2 separate regions of the Sus scrofa genome follow, and region 2 is linked to region 1. A link is a contact called in public HiChIP or PLAC-seq data. All regions are on one chromosome and are shown on one strand. Each heading gives the region's core, a stretch centred on a gene start, on an enhancer-like site or on the middle of the called end of the contact. The rest is flanking DNA. Distances are from core to core; before and after follow the strand shown. Region 1 holds the start of ADAMTS17 (A disintegrin and metalloproteinase with thrombospondin motifs 17). Region 2 holds the start of ASB7 (ankyrin repeat and SOCS box protein 7).

Region 1 (5,886 bases), core at 2,542-5,041:
CCACAATAGGAACTCCTCTCTAGAGATGTTAGATGCAGCAGGATTTAATTCCTACCCAACATCAGAATAAAATTATTGAACACATAAATGTCTATCTGTTTCTTTACCTTCTGTGGCTGCTTTTGCACCAAAAGGGCACAGCCAAGAAGGTGGGACAGAGATCATACGGCCTCCAAAGTCTGAAATATTTACTACTTAGTCCGTCATAGAAAGTTTGCCAACCCCTGCTCTGCATGGTCTTAAGGTACAAGGAGGCTCTGGAAGGTTTCCATCTCTGAGCACCAAAATTCATCTACCAGACCCGGTTCCCCCTACCCCAAACACACCTTGTGTTTGAACCTGTCCTCAAAAACACACAACACACATGCCACATCTCCACTGTGCTTCCAGTCTGGTCAAGGGGGGCTCACCCACCATTACCACCCAGCTGAACTATCTCAAGCACATCTGAGAATCCAAATCAAAGCAAGGTGGAGTGGGATGCAAACCTGGTTAGCTCCCATTCCTGTTGCTTTCTTTTCTACAAAGGCAGGACCACCTTGCCACCATGGGGTCCATTCCAAGTCACCTGTCTCTATCCTCCAGGCCCTCTGCCGCTCCCCTAGAAGATGTACTTAGGAAAGTGTCCAATGTCCAGCTTACACGAACAGGATGAACAAGACAGACTAAACAACAGAAGTGTCTGCTCAAGCAGGAATTTAAAGTCTAAAGTCTTAGAGGTCCACCGGCAGCTGGCACATGCCGAACACAGCCTCTTGGCCGGGTTCCTTTAACTAAAGCACAGCGCCCTCACATGGTGCCGAAGGGAAGGACAGTCTTCCTGAAAACAAGGGAGACTGAAGTGAAACCTCTGACTCAGATGCCATCTGTGAGAGGGCCCAGCACTCACTCTGTAAGGACTTAAATCAATGTTATCCAGATTTCCACCCTCGGCCCCTTTGCAGATAGCTCCTCGCTGGAAACTTTACACCAAGAGGTATAAACTCTGACCTCTACAGAAACTCACTAAACCGCAGCAAATGGGATTCAGATGTTTCCATGTTCAGTACAGTGATGTGACCTAGACTTTAAACACTTTGGCAAAAACAGGAAAAATGATGTGGGCCTTCCAGTCCCTCCCAGAACATGAGGCAGCCTTGACCCGAGCCCTATGGTGATCTGAGCCTTTCTCACTCCTACTTAAGCCTCCTCACCCACAGCCCACATTCTCAGCCCCTGTTCCATACTAGCTGCCACCAGGCCCCCCTCTGCAACCCATTTTCCTTGTTTAACCGAAGAAGCCAATTTCTCCCAGCCCAGCAAAAAGAGATCACATTCTGATCAGGACTCAAAAAGTCCTGACAGGGGAACTGGCAAAGGCCAATTCTTAGGAATCACCCCCCCCCCCACCCCCTGCCCCAGGTTCCCTTACACTGCTAAGAGCAGAAATCTCCTATAAAGACTTGGACCCCCAGGTTTTCTGCTTTGCTGCAGATTCACACCAACTAGTTACATACTATGTGGGTAACAGCTAGGGAACTCTAAATGTCAGAGCAAGATAAGGCGGAGGTGGGGGAAGCAATTTCTTGCGTCAGGGAAATACAGACACAAAAGGATATCAGAGATCACTTTCCCTGGAAGATAAGAGAAACAGGCTCTGAACCCATCCCAGGCTTTGCAGGGTGCATGCAGCACATCTGCCAGCTGTGTGCCTTCCTCTGGGGCACAATGAGAAGGGTTTGTCTGGGCACCAGTGTCGCCAAGTGAGCCGGTGTGAGCACAGGTAGGGCAGAGGTGCACAAGAGCTTCCTCTACCCTTCAGAGCCCTGTCACAGGTGCCTCAGAGTGCAGCAAGGCAGAAGGGGTGGGGGAGTACTGCCACACCAAGGGAGCATCTGGGGTCCAGGAAAGAAAGGGTCTCATCACCAATGTAAGCATCCCTCAGGCCTGGCTAAGGGTGGGTGCCAGACAAATGCCTGTTTGTGGTATAAGGGGAAGAAGAATGGAGACCTCCCTCTCCTGGTTCTCACTTTTCAACTAAGAAGAGCAAGTTAGTGGACTGTTAGATTCAAAATGACAGAAAGAGGTGAATGCTTAAGACCCCAAGCCCATGTTCAAGAATAGATGAGATCTACATATATAGGTGTTCCCCAAGACACGCACAAACATCTGTGCAGATGCAAATAACGTTCAGTCCACACTCGGGCCAAGTGCAGCCTAAGTCTAGTGGCTAGACAGCTTTCATCTCTGCTAGACCTGAGCTCCCTGGGCGAGCTACGCTTATCTCCCTCCCAGCAACACCACATGGGTCCTGGCCAGGCACACTGCTGAGGCTTAGCAGCCATCGGAAGGCACTGGATAATCAGACCCTTCCCCTCCCGCAGCCTCCGTTCACAGACCCTCCGGAAGGTGGGGGAGGGAAGAGGTGGAGAAAAAGGGTGGGCGGGAAGAGGTAGGAGGGGTTCCCTCCCGCGAGCAGCAGAGCATCCCTGGTGGCCCCACCCCCATCCCAGACGCCTTCCCCCGCCCCCGTTCCCCCTATTCCCCTTCCCAACTCTGCGAGGGATCGCCAGGCAGACCCCAAGGGGGTGCGGGCAGTACCAGGCCGCCGCCGCAAGTGCTGAGCGAGACGAGGGAGCCGGGGTGGCCCAGCACGCGGCCCGAGTAGAAGCACAGTTCGGCGGGGCGTCCACGGCGCCCTGCTTCGCCAGCCTCCTCCACCTCGAAACCGCCGGACAGAAAGCGGAGGTCGCGACGCAGCTGCAGGTACAGGTCGCGCCCGAAGGCCGGCAGGTGCAGCAGCAGGGCGCGCTCGCCAGGCCGGGCACGCGGGGCGGCGGGGGGCGCGCGGGGTCGCCGACGTCTTCGCGGCCCTGGGGCGCCAGGCAGCTGCGGCAGGTGCACGGCGTCTGGGCGCACCCGCCGCGGGAGCACCACCTCCACGTCGGCCGCCGCGTCGCCGACCGCTGTAAGAGAGGAGACGCGTCAGCGCGCCGGGGCCCGGCCGCCCCGCCGCCCGCCCACCGAGCGCGAGGTCCAGCGCTGGGCATCCCGCGCCAGCCCAGAGACAACACGGCCCCGAGCCGTTGCTCTCTTTCCTTATCTCGCCCAGGCACCTCCATGCCACTCAGCGCCTCTCCCCAGACCCCGCGCCACCCTGGAAAGGTCTCCGGCTGGGCTACCCGAGCACCTCCGGGAATACGGCCGCCGCATCGGCGTCCGGAGAACTGGCGGCGGCGCGACCGCCCGGGAGCCGCCTGGAGCCCAGTCTTCCGGCCGCGGCCCGCGCCCCCTGGACCCGGGAGCTGTCAGCTGTCGGCCGCCGGATCCCGGCCACGCCGGCAGGCGGAGGCCGCCAAGATGCCTCGGGAGGGCAGAAGGAAGGTGGCCGCGAGAAGCACGAGCTAAGGGGCGGGAGTAGAGGGAGCGTTACCTGCACCCGAGTCCAGTCCCCAAACCAGCAGCAGCAGCAAGGGCAGGACAAGGGGAGGCAGCAGGGCGCCGTCACACATGGTACTTGGGAGGAGCAGCCCCCCTTGACGGTCGCGGCGGAACAGGAGCGCGCGAGGCGGCGGCGCCAGCCGGAGTGAAGCCCTCCAGCCTTTGGAAAAAGTAATTAGCGCTGCGGACAAACCCAACGTGGTAAATCCCAAGCCCCGCCTTCTCCTCGGAAAGCTGGAGATGATAGGACTCTCGCTTTGCTTTACCCCGCCTCCCCCTTCTCTATTGGCTAAGAAGGGTCTAAACCAGGGTGCGTAGTTAGGTTGTAAGAATTTTCTTACACGTGGTTTCTGGGCAGTGGCGGGGAGGGGGCACCAGGTGGCGCAAGGGAGCCGTCTGGAGCCGCGCTGTTGAGGAGGACCCAGGACACCTGACTGGTCTTCAAAGTTTGTCCCCATTTTTGTAACCCTCTCAAACCCTGCTGCTCAGCTTCCCAAAAAGACAGTCCAGAAATCCTAGCCAACAGATATCATCCATAAAAGTATATTTTCTCTGCATCTAAAGTAAAACCAATTTGGGTTGTCTGTAGCTGGGCACTTTCTTGCTCTAGGTGCGCAACTTTGCACGGGATGGCTAGCCACTTCCAAGGGAGAGGTGTTTATGCAAATCCTTCACACCTCCTGTCATCTTTATCTGCACGGAAGCTGGTGGCACAGGCGAGATCACACACTCTTACAGACTTAGACACTGAGGGGGCGAGAGTGAGCATAAGGAGCTTGCTGAGTTAGCCAGTGGGTTTGTATCCCAGCAAGAGCTAGAATGTGGCTCCTGGCTTGCGGACGGGGCTGTTCTCTCCACGGCAAGAGCCCTCCATGGCACGTAGGAAGGAATATTAGCCCAGTTTTACAGGTTAGGAAACTGGGACACAAAGTAGCAAAGACTGAACTTGAACCCAAGTCTTTCTGCAACAGAATGAATCATTCATAACTGAGCAAGTTCTGGAAGAAAAACAAAACAAAACAAAATTAACTGAGGTGTAACCATTCTCATGTCTCTTCCCCTCCCCCTCCCTGCTTGCCTGTCCTGCCTGTTTCCGTTTTTTCAAGGCAGAGGGGCAACAGCACTCCTCTTGGACTCTGCTTAGGGCCTCTCAGAATCTAAAATGCACCCCAGGGTTACATGTTATCGACAGGAATCCAGAAGTGAGCACTGTTCAGCTTTCCTGACATTTCATTAACCCTGGTAGTGGGCTGTGTCACTGATTCTCAGTAAAGCCCATCACTCTCACTACTGCAAACTTGCTAGTCTGTGTGTCCCCTAGGGTGCTGCTAGTGGAATCCTTTTCTGCTCTGTCCACCGCACCCTCCACTGCTCCAGGGGCTGCCACCCACCACCAGACACCTAGTTCCTGGAAACCTCATGCAGCTTGCTCATGGCCTAGTTTGGGTTTTTTTCCCCCTCCCCTTGAAAGCAGCCTCAGCTGACTGAAGGTTCAGCAGCCTCTTCTGGTGGCACAAGAAATCATGGAGAGCTTTTTGGTGAAGATTTGTTGGGCAAAGAGCCACCTCAAAGGCTGGTTACTAAAAGCCAGGAGTAGCAGCCCCACTACCTTGCGGGAACAATTCCTTCTGCCATCAGGAGTCTACTTGATGCTCAGTAGTCCGCAAGGGCATGCAAACTGAAGCAAGAGCAGGATACCATTTCATCTTCCAGCCTGTCCGAACTGAAGCACTTGGAAATATCAAGAATTGGAGAGGACATTGTCCTGCCCATGGGAGGGAGTGCGAATTGGCATAGCCACTTTGAAGAACAATACTGTACACACCCTACAATTCTGCTGTTCCACTTCTGGCTAACTACCACAAATGAACTGGCAATATTCTAGAATGTTCACCACTCTGAATTATTTAGGGGAAAGAAAAAAAAAAAAAAAAAAGCAAGACCTGAATGACCACCATTAGATAAATGGCTAATAGAGCTCCAAAATAAACCCACATGTATCTAGTCAAGTAATATTTGACAAGTGAGCCAAGAATGCTCAAGAATAAAGGATAGTCTCTTTGGTAAGTGGCGGTGGGAAAAGTATACAGCCACATGCCAAAAAAATGAAATTGGACCCTCTCTGACCCCCACTCACAAAAGTCAGCTTGGAATAGATCAAAGACAAATGTAAAACTTGAAACTGTAAAACTCAGAGAAGAATACATAGGGGAAAAGCACCTTAACATTGGTCTTGGCAGTGATTTTTTGGAGGACAACAAAAGCACAAGCAGCAAAGCAAAAATCAGCAAATGGGTCTGTATCAAATCTAAGAGTTTCTGCACAGCAAAGCAAACTATCAACAAAATGAAAAGGCTACCTATGGAATGGGAGAAAATATTTGGAAACCATGTATCTGAAAGGTTCTCAAGATCACTAGTCACCAGGGAAATGCAAATCAAAACCAACTATCAATTCCCCCCCCCC
Region 2 (5,827 bases), core at 2,912-5,411, 180 kb after region 1:
AGATACCACTTACAATAGATCTTTTTACTATGGAGTTCCACAGCTAAGAAAACTTGAAAATCACCAGATTAGATGATTCCAAAAGCCTCTATGCAATTCCAGAACCCAATAGTAGAGATATCAGGTATCAATTCAGGTTCCTAAGAAGGAAGTAGTAATTACTTCAGACAGAATGTACAGGTAAAGTCTAGAAATTCACAGCACAAGTGTTGTTGGAACTATGTGAAATGTTTGAAGACAAAAAGGAATGTGCAAAATTAAAGGTGGTAGTTGTACTGAGGTCTTTATAAGTTGTCTTCCAAACTTTCTGTGATGTTATTTTGTTTTTGTAATAAATCATGGCAGAATAAAATATCAGGAGTTGCTGATATATAATACCATTTAATATGCCTGGATGTAACTGGTTTCTAATTACAATTCAGCTACATACTTTGAGAAAGAGAAATTTAGAAATTCAAAATTATGAAATATGATTGCTGAGAAATATAACAGAATAAAGTAGCTGATTTTTTTAAAAATTGGAAATTGTACATCCACAAATATGTGGGAGCTTTTAAAAACACTTACTTTAGGAAGAGTTACCTCCAAATAGAGCATCAGTGTTTCAGATTCTTGTTGAAAACCCTTTGGAAACTGCTTGCAGAGTTTGGCATATATTTGTTTGAATGTACAGTTAGATACTCTACTTTCTGGATGCATTTGATTTAAAGAAACCACCAGAAGTGATTAAAAACTTCTCTTGTATAATTTGCAGCCTGCGTCTTAATAAAACAGAACTTTTTTTTTTTTTTCCCTAATCTAGGTAAATATTTAGCAAGGGTGTTCTTTTAAGCATTTGTATTTTCTGAAAAGCCTTACACAGAGCAAGGGAATGTTAGGGCTCGCCAGATGTGAATATTAATTTGATTATCAATGCCGGCTATTTCAATGCCCTCTCTATCCTGCATGAGGGTTCTCACTTTATAAGCCATCTTTTCATTCCTCTCCCCCTGCAAGTCTAACTTTTTTCCTTAAAAGGGGCCTCTGCTTACAATTTTATCAGTAGAATTGCTGGCCATATTCTTTAAAGGGAAACAGGCACAGGTTCACACAGATAATAACTGTGTGGTCCTTCCATTAAAAATAGTTTTGTCTTTTCCTAAACACACACTAATCCTTGCCAAGTCCTTTACCCTTGGAGTTCCTTCTTCCTTTCTGGAGGTTCCTTCTCAAAGACACTTTTGCTGGACCCTCCTCCTCTCATGGTCATCTCTGGGTAAGAGACTGATTCTAGGACCTCTCCTGATACCAAAATCTGTGGATGCCCAAGTCTCTTCTATCAAATGGCACTGTTTCTGCATGTAAAGTAAGCACATCCTCCCCATACTTTAAATCAACTCTAGCTTACTTACAATACCTAATACAATGTAAATGCTAAGTAAATAGTTGCTGTGCTAGTGACAAATTTGAGTTTTGCTTTTTAGAAATTTCTGGAATACTTTCCTTTCCCTCCCTTTCTCCCTCTCTCTCTCTCTTTCTTCCTTTAAATGGCTACACTTGAGGAAGTTCCTGGGCCAGGGGTTGAATTTGAGCTTCAGGTGCGACCTATGCAATGCCGGATCCTTTAACCCACTGCACCACAGCAGGAACTCCTGGAACGTTTTTCTTTTTACAAATATGTTTGATTCGAGGTTGGTTGAATCCATGGGCACGGATACCATGAATACAGAGAGCCAACTACAGTCTCCTAAATGTCAGGACCTTGAAGGATTCAGCCCTCTATATCCTCTCTCTACTTAGAGCAACTTCATGGACTCTCACTGTCTTTAATTAATATTTCCATGCTAACAACCCCAGAACCCACAGTTTGAGTTTCACTCTCTTTTGGGCTCCATGGTCAAGTATCTAAACGTCAGTGGAGGGTGCCACTTGGAATTTCCACAGCATCTTCTGTAGAAGCTCAACTCTTTCTGTGGCTTCTCAAACCTGCGCTCTCAGTTTATGGCACCCGTATCTCCTGTCTTATAAGCAAGAAACCTGACTATCTCGCCAGACCCTTCCTTACCTTATTTCTCTCCATCCTCACCATCACTATTACAGCATACCACTTCCTCCTAGGACAACTGCCACAGAGTCCTGGCTAAGTGGTTGTTTCTTGGTCCACCCTAATCCAGCTCCTTCCTACAAACATCTCCACTTTCATTAGGATAAAGTCTAACCCCCTGAACATGACTTAGCAGGCCCTTCAGTGTCTGACCCTTGGGATCCTCTCAACTCTATGCCTCACAAACTAAGCTCCAGGCTTCCTCTGAGGGCCTCAGAAACCCTGCACTGTAGGACCCCCAAGCTTTGCTTAGCTCAGTCTTTCTAAATCACACTCAACCTTTCCCCCTCCCACTCTTTCAACCTTCAACTTGGAAACCTCCAGTCTGGGAAGCCTTCCACACATCCAAGTCAGGATTAGAGGGCCCTGCCAAGTGCTCTCTCACCCTATACTGCAGTGTTTGTCTCACTGCATTGTCTGTAACTACTTTCTAGTTTGGTTTCCCCACATTTGACTATGATCTTCCCTGGGCAGGACTGAGCCGGGGTTGCCCACCTAAGCCAACAGGCAGCTCATGTAGAAGACACCAAAATGAGAGTTCTTGGTGAATGAATGATAATGAATGAATGATAATGAAAAAGAAAATACCAGGGCCCTTTTTAAAGTGTTTTCAGTGACTTCCCCCGCCACCTGCCACAAAACATCTTAGTATATTTTAGTTACATAAAAGGAGTTGATATGTTGAAATAGTACCTCCTTTATATAATTAGGCCTTTCTTTGAGGACACTGATGGTAGCCAAAGGTCTGGTGAATTGGGTGACTTAGTTTAAAACAAAGTCAACTCTTGCCTGGACTATCACAACAGTCTTTCTATAACCCCACTCTCAGCTACAGCTTTCTCCAGCAGCCAGTGATCTTTTCAAAACATAGAGTTATGATCATTTTTCTACCACCTTACCACCCGCTACAAGGTCCTACAAGATCTGGAGACTGTCGCGCCGCTTCACCATCAACCCCAACTTCACCACAAACCATTATCCCTCCTATGATGCTGGACTACCTGGTTCTCTTTCTTGCAGTTTCTGTCCACAGCAAAAGTTATTCTAGCATCAGAGGTTTTGCACTTTTGATGTCTCCGCCTGCAAAATCCTCCCCAACCCACCCGACCCCGGATCTTGGCATGGCTGGCATCTCCTCATTCAGATCACTATTCAAATGCCACATTCTCAGGGACCTTTATTATCAAAACAGCCATCACATCTTAGCCAATCTCCACCCCATTCCGCTTCCCTTTACATAGCCTATCTCTACCTGATAAATAGTTTCGTGTTTGTCAGTCTCCCTTGGTAAAGTGAAAACTCCACGATGATGAGTGATTGCATCTACCTCGTTCACCGAGGTCTCCCTAACGGCTACAACAGTGCCCGGTCGGTAAATACCTGCTCAATGAAAAGAAGCACTTAATAAACATGGCCATCTCCCGTATTTTCCCCTCTCTCCCTTTCAGCCACAGGAATTCCTGAGGGACTTCACCCTTCCAGGCAAACCCTTGAAGCGACACCGCCAGCCCACAGGACTCTCTTTCTTCGCCAGGCGAGGAACGCCATCCTGGGAACTAACGGAGCCCCGGGGGCCGAAAGACCTGCCAAGGCCCGGCACCCGCGTCTGAGAAGCGCTGAAGAGGGCGGTGGGACAAGGCTCCCCTCTCCTCGCCTCCTGGAGACTGCCGCCTTTCTAAGCCTAAGCCTAAGCCCAGAGACAGCCTCTCAGTAGGTCGCACACACGCCTCCCGCGCCGCCAAAGTTAGCGGCCGCTGCCAATTACCTGCAGGGAACCAGCTCGAGCCACCCTGACTCCGCACCGCCATTCGCGTGAGCACCGGCCCCTTCCGGGCCACCGTAGTTCGCGGAGAGAACCCGGCGTTGCCTTCTCCCGCATGCGCAGAGGCCCTGTGCGGCGCACCGCGTTTCTTAGCAACCGCCTGGAGTCCCTCCGCCAGGGGCGGAGCATTGGAAGCCTCAGAAGGGGAAGTGAGTGAGGCCAATCCGAGAGGAGTCCTAGCCCCAATCGGCACGCCTCCCCTAACTGTCGCGAATGCGCAGGCGGCTTTACGGCAGGCAAGGGGTGGGGGCTGCTGGGGGTAGGAGGAGAGAAGGAAGCAACCAACCAACCAAGTTGTCCCCACCCCCCACCCCCACCCACTCCGGACCTGGTTTACGGCTCCGGGCTCAGGCTCCAGTGCGGCCGCTGATTGGCTGCTGAAGGCTTGGTCCCATCCCAGTGACCCCAAAGTGCTGGAGGGAGGGGGCGGGGGTGGCCCAGTGCAAAGTGCATCCCGAAAGCCCCCTGCCTGGAGCCCCCGCGGCTGGCACTTGGGACCCTGTATGACCCGGGACCTCGCTGCCCCGAGACCTCCTGTGCCCCCAGTGGCTGGGAGCCTCCGGCCCGGAGCGCGGCAGCCCCCTGCTCTGAGCCTTCAGACCGGGACTGCCCCCCCACCCGAGCCGGGACTTCCTCCCTGCACCCCTGCCCCGAGGCTGCCCGGCGGCCAGCACCGCCGCCTCAGGTCGGCTCGGCTGTGTGGATGCTGGCCGGACTGGGGCCGTGAGGCACCGAGGAGGACCAGGAACAGCCGCGTCCGGCCCTGCCTGGGCTGTTTCTTCAATGGAGAAGTTGGTGAGTGTGGAGGAGGCTGAAAGGAGGAAGAGAAGCAGCAGCTGAGGAGACAGGTAAAGTCAGTTACCTCCCGGAGGGGAAGGGGGCTGGCCTGGGAGGGAGGAGAATCCCTGCTTCTTCCTGCCTGCCTTTACCACTCTCTTCCTCTGCTCTCCCCTCCTCAGATCCCCCTCCTCCTCGCCCCGGGGCTCTGCACAGCTTTCTGCTTTCTGATCTCCAGGTTTGAGCTGGCTTGAGGAGGCGAGAGGGCAGGAAGGGTCTACCACCAGAGAAGCAGCAGAGAGCCTCTGACCAGCATCCTCCATAAAGGTAATAAGCCACTCCTCCCCTCCCCCATTGTTTATTCTTGGCCCCTACCTCATTAAGCAGTGCTTTATTTTCGGGATGGTTACCTGGGAATGCAACCCTTTCCTGGCCCCCAGTTTCCAGGCAAAACCAGAAACACTGCCTATGCCCTGATCTTTAACATTTTAATAACTTCTTTTTCCCAGGAACGTATTTTATCCCTTTTGCTCTGCACAGTGTTTTCGTGTTTTGCATTTTCTTTCGGTACACTGAACCGTGTACCCTGCTCAGAGACTTTGAGACCTTTTTGTGGTTTCCCTGCCCCTCTTACTCTCATAGGAATTCCTCAATTCCTGGTTAATTGCTTGTTAATTCTGAATGACTCTGCTTTTTAATTAAACTACAATTTTCTGCTTTCCCTGTATACTTTCCTATAACCTTTTCTCTACCTCTACCAGAAAGTCTTTTGAGTTATCTAACTGGTGAAGGTTTAGGTAGAGGAAGATACAGTAATAACTTGAAACTTAAGAGTTTCAGAAAATAATGCCAATTTTTTTTCTAGAAAAAATGAATCTGTGTACCTAAGTAGTATGAATAGTACGAAAGCAATACTCCCTTCTGAAGCACTTATGTATAATTAACTCTTTTGTGTATTTCTTGTGACAGATGTGGATGGGCTCTGAAATTCTTATAAAAAGATCAACCGTATTTGTTATATTTTGGGTTTCCTAGAACTTATAAAACTTTATGCAGTATCTTGTTAATCATTTGACACTCAGGAATTTAAAAACCAAAGACTGTTTTGGTGTATTTAGAATCTAGGGTTTTATTTTTGCACTCTT

Evidence for each region. HiChIP or PLAC-seq counts read pairs in DNA pulled down with a chosen protein or histone mark.
Region 2: a contact with region 1 is called in an H3K27ac HiChIP or PLAC-seq map of skeletal muscle. The contact joins the promoter of ASB7 here to the promoter of ADAMTS17 in region 1. A contact is called at or near these places in 3 of 47 Hi-C or Micro-C datasets (embryonic fibroblasts and fibroblasts) and 1 of 2 datasets of contacts at active chromatin or transcription factors (skeletal muscle).

What each region holds. Positions count from the first base shown.
Region 1 is chr1:139,011,890-139,017,775 of Sscrofa11.1, forward strand. ADAMTS17 (A disintegrin and metalloproteinase with thrombospondin motifs 17) reads right to left here and starts at 3,792. Exons shown (of 24, transcript XM_013993230.2): 1 at 3,413-3,792; 2 at 2,581-2,945. The coding sequence starts at 3,491.
Region 2 is chr1:139,187,246-139,193,072 of Sscrofa11.1, forward strand. ASB7 (ankyrin repeat and SOCS box protein 7) reads left to right here and starts at 4,162. Exons shown (of 6, transcript XM_003121646.4): 1 at 4,162-4,753; 2 at 4,921-5,009. LINS1 (protein Lines homolog 1) reads right to left here and starts at 3,993. Exons shown (of 7, transcript XM_013993232.2): 1 at 3,849-3,993.